Regions from separate parts of the Gasterosteus aculeatus genome. Here region 1 is linked to region 2. The links are chromatin contacts, called in public Hi-C maps. All regions are on one chromosome and are shown on one strand. The core of a region is the stretch at or near the end of the contact, and the rest is flanking DNA. Distances in the headings are between cores, read along the strand shown. Region 1 overlaps arhgef18b (rho/rac guanine nucleotide exchange factor (GEF) 18b). Region 2 holds the start of timm13 (translocase of inner mitochondrial membrane 13 homolog (yeast)).

Evidence for each region. Hi-C and Micro-C count contacts between places; a contact is called where the count stands out from the background.
Region 1: a Hi-C map of blood and trunk muscle shows a contact between it and region 2, with 2.5 times the contacts expected there. The contact joins the enhancer-like site here to the promoter of timm13 in region 2. A contact is called at or near these places in 6 of 6 Hi-C or Micro-C datasets (blood and trunk muscle, liver, skeletal muscle and 2 more).

Annotation. Positions count from the first base shown.
Region 1 is chr8:16,251,834-16,255,091 of fGasAcu3.hap1.1, forward strand. It overlaps arhgef18b (rho/rac guanine nucleotide exchange factor (GEF) 18b), which reads right to left. Exons shown (of 31, transcript XM_078108393.1): 20 at 3,025-3,203; 21 at 2,815-2,888; 22 at 2,286-2,471; 23 at 2,064-2,210; 24 at 1,722-1,837; 25 at 955-1,023; 26 at 743-790; 27 at 226-507. Among protein-coding and RNA genes, the nearest start is that of arhgef18b, 22 kb to the right of the region's middle. Within about 2 kb of position 1,673, at least 5 of the 9 cell types and tissues checked have open chromatin away from gene starts, as enhancers often do.
Region 2 is chr8:16,217,283-16,220,943 of fGasAcu3.hap1.1, forward strand. It overlaps timm13 (translocase of inner mitochondrial membrane 13 homolog (yeast)), which reads right to left and starts at 1,894. Exons shown (of 3, transcript XM_040183764.2): 1 at 764-1,894; 2 at 458-526; 3 at 1-222. The coding sequence starts at 883. The coding sequence ends at 124. tmprss9 (transmembrane serine protease 9) reads left to right here. Exons shown (of 16, transcript XM_040183759.2): 16 at 1-340.

The sequences.
Region 1 (3,258 bases), core at 423-2,922, 34 kb after region 2:
AGAGCAAGCGGTGTTCGTTTGTGTGGAATATCGTCATTATCAAAATACATCATGTATTATTTTTCTTAATAGCTTTTTTTGTTTTGTTGGGAATTTTTCTTGAAGCTATTTGTATTTGAGTCAAACAAAATGGAATGCTATATGAACAGTATAAATCAATGAAACTCTAAACCTAAATACAACGCAGTGGGATTCCGCCCGGTGTGACAGAGCACTTCCACCCACCTCCAGCCGCCTGCACTCCTCCTCCCGTTGTCGGAGTCGGGCCTCGGTGGCTTCCACTTGTTGCCGGTGTCTCTCCCTCTCCCTCTCCCAGCGATGCTGCTCCTGCCGGTGCTGAGCCTGCAGCTTGTGGAAGCTGGCCAGCTCTTCCCTCTGCAGGGCCAGAGTGCGCTGCTTCTCCTGCTCCAGGAGCACGTTCCCTCTGTGGCGGCCGGGCAGGGCGGCCCGCTCCGTCAATGAGGCCCGCTGCAGCTCGATGTGGCTGTCCTGCTGCGAAATGATGGCCTGACGCCAGAGACAACACCGGGTCATTAGGGAGCCAAGACTATGTTTACATGCTATACGGTGGAGCCGACATTCAGCACCATTCAAAGTTATCGAGTTGAAGTGAGACAAACTGCAAACAAATGCTAAATTATGACAAAAAAAGTTTCTCTGCAAACATACCGATATGCCAAATTTCAACTCATGCATGCTACTGACTGCATTTATTCATTAACTGTAGAAGGGGCGGTGTTACCTGCAGACTATAGAGCCTTTGGGAGAGCATCAGCACTCTGTCAAAGAACTAGAAAAGAGACAAAAGGAAAGCTTCTCACAACCAAAGAACTACCAGAATCGACAAAGCTACTCGGCATTTGTAACGTGCCAACTTATCCTCATCTCTGAAGTTCAGAAGGCATGGCTGTGAGCGTAAAGCTCAAGGTGACGGATCAGAGAAGGAGAGCTCACCTCGGCCTCGGGGAAGGAGTTGGACCAGATGCGGTTCCATCTGGCAGGAGAGCAGCAGCTCTCATCAACCTGAGCAACAGCAACACAGCAGGTCAGAAAAACAGCCCAAGCACTTTAAGGGGTGTATACAGGAGAATTTACAGTAATACATGGGGAAAAAAGATGGAGAACATTTTTAAATGCAATTTAAAAACACTAAGCAGCATTTTTTGTATTATTTATTCATTATTAGCAACTATGATAAAAAAGAAAACAATTACTATGACAAATCATGTTTGTAAACCAGTTTCTACGACATTGATGTTATAGATTAGCAGTGCAAGATATTAAGAATTGATCAAATATTTGTGAGCCATTCAACAAGGGCAATTTTGTGTGTTCCTTAGAGCGAAACGGAGAGGAGACAGTTGAGGATAGCTGGAATATAAAAAAATAAGGACAAATCTATTTAAGTGACTTTCATAGGACCACAAATTGGGCAATGTGGTATGAACCTTTTCACAGCGTACAGTTGTAATCACAACAGAGACAGAGAGAAAAACTCTTTGTGTCGTTAAATGCCGTATTGCCCAACATCCTGCTCCTTGTTTTGTCCAGTCGTTTATCTATTTATAACAAATGTAGTGACCTGCGAGAGCAGGCTTACAGTAAACATCACGTGGGATCTTTCCAGAGGACTCGGTCTGGTCATTACTATTTACAGGAAACAACGCTGTGACTCATCCCCGAGATGTGCGGTTTGTCTTGTGTGCGTGTCGAGCGCCTACCGTCGGCTCCAGGGCGTGGCTGCCACACAGGTCTTTGAGCTGCGGGTCAGAGCTGGCTCTCTGGCTTCGATCTCGGCTTCTGGTCTCGCCAGAAAACTTCTTCTTCACGCTGCCATCTGGCACAGACACCGACGCACAAGGAAAAGGCACACGGTGACCAACACACACGAGGCAAAACAGATATAGTGCCACTCGCAAACACATGAGTTTGACCAATAAAAACAGATCAAGAAATGACATTTGTTGACAATTCATCTTTTATTAATGACATAAAAGCCGCCGAAATGCATCCGCAAATCCATTAGATGGACTTCCTCGGGGCACCGATAGTGCTGCACTCACTCTTGCTGATGATGGCGGGGCTGCTGTCGTAGCCGCCGAAGGTATCTGCTCGCCTGGGCAGGAGCCCGGAACCGCTGCCCTCGTCCAGCCGAGAGGTTGGGGAGTCCTCCCTCACTCCGGACTGCAGCAGGTTCTGGAGGTTCTCCACTGAAGTGGAAGAGATGGAACATTTAGACACAAACACACACACACACACATACACATTATGCGGCGTCATCCTACCCTCAGTGAGAGCTCCTTTGAGCAGAGCCTCTCCCTGCTGGAGGTCTGAGGCGTCCCCTCGAAGCAGCAGTCTGGAACGAGAAGCTGTGTCCTCTAGACCGGCCACAGACGCTGCCATGTCGGCAAACAGCTGCAGCTTCTCAGTGAGAGCCTGGACAACCACGGCATCCTTCTGGCTCAGCCGCTCTACAAGGACAAATGAATGGGTGAAGTAGACGGGGAGAGGAGTTAAATCGGACAACGGACAAAGAAACCGCGGTGGCGTTGTCACATGCTCACTCCTGCACTTGTAAAACAACCCTTATTTTTTTACGACACCCAAATCTCACCGAGCATTAGGGAAGTTTTTGTCGTCCTAAATAACTCTTGCTGAGATGAGATTTGTAGAAAATGTGAAGACAACTTCTAACAATTTTATGTTAAAACGATGCGTGAGCACCTCCTTGTGGCCTCTTACGTCAACTACAGGATTTTCCAGAGGGTTTTTATGAAACATTATTTAGTCATTACTCATTTAAACTGCAGTTACCTTGAAACTCTTTGAACCTGGAAGCTCGTGCCTCTTCCTCCTCACTGAACAGCCTCTCCTCTGTATGAGGACAGCTAAGACGGGACAGGACCAAAGACATTACAGATGTGGAGAGGTACAGTCCCATCACATTTCTGATGCATTTAGGGATGTTCACAGAATGTAAAATAACAGTAACAAACGGTTGCGTGTTTCTTCTCTATGAGCTACCTCTCAACAGCTTGCCGTATGTGTGTCATCCAGGTGTTCCGCTCCTCCTTGCCAGCGGTGTGGATCTCGTACATCTCTGGCTCATTGGAGGAGGCGCAGATGAGAAACATGGCTTTCTCCTCATGGGCCACTTCCCTGACAATCAGTTTCTGAAGGGAGATCACCGATGGCTTGTTATCCTGAACGGACAGGTAAAGGGAAAGAAAGGTTTTTGGTTAACGGTACTTGATATAA
Region 2 (3,661 bases), core at 644-3,143:
GTTGTTGTGCTGCCGCCATGAGACGTCTGTGCACAGCTCCTGGCCGCCGGTGGAAACAACGTACTCCTCCTCACTGCAAGCAGCAGTCCGACGAAGGGAAAGGACGTTTGAGGGGAGAGATGTTCACATACGAGCTCTTTCCCTCTGTAATCTAGAGTTGTACGTTCGAGACACAGTGTTCCAGGCATCCATATACCGGTCCATGCACATGGCAATACATTTCTGTAGGAACAAAAAGCAGTTAGTGACAATTCAGGGTCTTTGCAAAATGTTCATTTTAATCATTCCGCCAATCCATTTCTGATTTTGTCTGTAATGTAATAAAAGCAGGTGAAAAATACCCAGTAGAGGACCGAAGGTGACATTTTCAAATTGCTTGTTTAATGTCAGTCCAAGACTAAGACATTACTTTTCGTATTGAGATGATAGATGATGCTCATTGTGGAAGGAACACTACCTGCTCAGAGTTGTCCAGCGTGCTCCCAGGTTTACCTATGCACTTCTTGAAGCACTTGTCTGTCATCCTCTGAAACAGAAAGGCGTGGTTCGATTTCTCCATCTTATTGATTGCATTATTATCAAGACACCTTTTCAATAATCTCTCCATTACTCATATTTCCATATTGTGGTGACATATCAATGACTCCACCCTCTTATAAATTTAGCATATGTAACATTACTCTTCAGTTCAGTTAGTTAACGTTAGATAAGTTGTAGGTTAGCCTTGCTAGCTTAGCAACTGTGTCCATTGATTTAACGTTACCTGCAGCAGCTCCTGCGCGTTAGCCACTGCTATCTGGACCTTGACCTGCTCCATGATGGTGCCGGCGTCCACTTTACCACCCGATGCACCCGCTGGGAAGTCTGCGCCGAACCCGTCCATTTCCAACGGAGTCGCTACCGAAAGTCTAGCTGTTTTGATCTTGTGTAAATACACGTGTGGGCAGCTACTAGTAGGCTCGGCTAACGACACTTTTCGATGCCCTTGACAGCAACGGAAGTCTGCCTACGTCACTTCTGGAATTGGCATTCGAGACAGGAAATGCAACTTTTTGTTCGAGAGACGGTGGAACTGTTCTGCCGCTACAAAACACGTTTTTATTTCATAAACACGTTAAACCACACCGTTCGTTGGGAAAGTAGACTAATGGTCAAAGCGAATAGCCATGCCCCCTTATCTCTCCGAACAACGACCCACGTGCACGCACTTGCGCATGTCAGCCACACGGTGGCGGTGTAGCGCTACTCGTTCACTGTAAAACCTTAAGGGACAGAATTAGACTGCTGTATTTTGAATGTCTAAAAAAACAGCCCTATGGTTAGATTTATCACTCATACTCCTAACACATGCACTGCCAAGTATATGATATACTTTCATTTTGTTATCAAATTTTAAGATATTTACTGTCGCAAGAATTACAGAGGAGCGTACAGTGTAAAATATTGTTGGGATTGAGATATTGTTAAATCTCAGCCGGGCCTCCCAACAAAACCACAAAAATAATAAGAGAATCAAGCAATACCTAGGAGAAAATAAAACATAAGATGCTCCAGCTCGGAAATAAAGGAACAACAACAAGGACAACATTCATACAATAGTATAATGTATATTGGTGGTAAACTGAGTGGTAATTAAAAAAACGGAATTAAGCCGTAACAAAAAGAGGCTGTGTAGTGACTGAGAATATATGTGCACAGTGTTGAAAACAGGTAATAAAACAGTCAGCAGAATTGCCTGCTTTGTTTTGGCTGAACAAAAATTCGGGAACCAATTGTGGGAGATAATTTTTGTTGGATGTATTGTTGTAAAACACCACAACGGCTGATTTTTTATTTCATGCTGATTCTCAACATTAGGCTGTTGGAAATTGTATTACAATAAAAAAAATACTTAATATATGCTTTCATGGTGTATGATTTCAATTAGGACATTTGATATATTGTCTTTAATCATTGCATACATTTATTATTATTTTGTCAATCATTCCATAGGATTTGTAATATATCTAAACCAACATTGGTAAATTTACTTCAAGCCAAAACTATGCACAACGTAAGAGCCAATAACATAAATAGAAGGTCATGAGAACCTCTGCGTTGTTTGGTGTTGAGGCCCAGGCATGAGGATGACCCCGTGTCGCTTTATGTTTCAGACGAGATGACCTCACTGAGAAGACCACCTGCCTTGAGTGAACCAATATGTGGTACAGTGAGTCTGCAGGCAACAACGGAGTGACGGTTGGTTACTGTCACTATCAACAGACACTGTGTGAGTGGCTTGTTGCAACGCTGGGGGCATTGAGGAATAATTGTTGGGCGTCTGATTAGTGGCGTCCCTGCCTGAAAGTAACTAATGCACAGATTACACAATGCTAGCACCCAAGCACATGAAAAACACACACACACACACACACACATGTCCTCAGACCACTTTGGCGTCAAGCCACATCGGGCTCAAAGGGGGGGAGGGAGCGTTGGGTTAAAGTGCAGCAAAATGAATTAACCCTAGATTATAATCTTGAGTTCATTAATCTAATCTTCTTAAATACTTAATCCCCTCAAGGCACACTTGTGTGTATGAAAGCATTTGGCTTAGTCAGCTACAAGGGAGGCTTCACACAAGCATTGGCAAAAATGGATTACGAGAATGTGAAATACATATGCAAACGTTTATGGTGGAGAACTTTGAGGTTAGACACGACCAAATCCCTTGTGAGGAACAAATAGGAAATAGAGGCTGAAGGCAAAGCTTACTGAAAAACGAACTGATGTGCACACAAACTCAGACGAGAACCAGCGGCAGCTTTTAATCTTCAAAAGCTGCTGTTGACTGACATTCAGAGGGGGCGAGGGGAAGAGAAACCTGAGCAGTGTGGCATTGACTCTGGCCGTGGTGTTGGAGATCAGTCAGCTCGCTGCACCGGTCCTCCCCCATCTGTCACTTCTGGGAGGGCCGAACTGTCACCAGAGCCTTAATTGCTTGAGTAGGGATAATAATAAAAATATTCCAAATATTAAATCTGCTACCGATGCATTATCTGTAGCAGAGGAGCTGGTTTTTTTTGCTGACTTTCACGCTGCTTTTTTTTCTCACAGCAGGCCTGTTAAGGCATGAAAAGCACAGGTGCAGCTAATTACGTAAACTCTGTTCCATTGAAGTGTCGCAGTGAGACAAAAAGGTCCGACGTGCACAATAGCAGAGCCCCGGACCTGGCACACCTAGATGGAATCTTAGCTATTATCAATGTCATTAGTTGCATCTGCAGACATGTTGAGGCATGTCCCGACAACAAGGCCTGCACACGAAATAACTCCTTATTGTTGAATCAGTTCTGTATTTGTTGAAACAAGGATACTCCTTTATCTTTTACTTAAATACATAGAAAATAAAGACAGAGAGAGAGACTCCTTTTTCCCCAAACTTATACAAAACATTTACAGCATTGCTTCAGGGTTGTACAATGTTTTAAGCAGCCTACATAAGTCCTTGTGTGTGCAGGCTGACTGGGCTCTTTCTTGACCGGTCCGGTTCTTGTCCTGAATAGCTCGTGAGCGCTTAAATCCTGCAGAAAATGCCAGGAATTCAGCTGGAGAAACGATCTCATGGCTCTCCGAAGAACTTTAACCTGCAATCATATGATCGCTAAGACTTTTGATTATG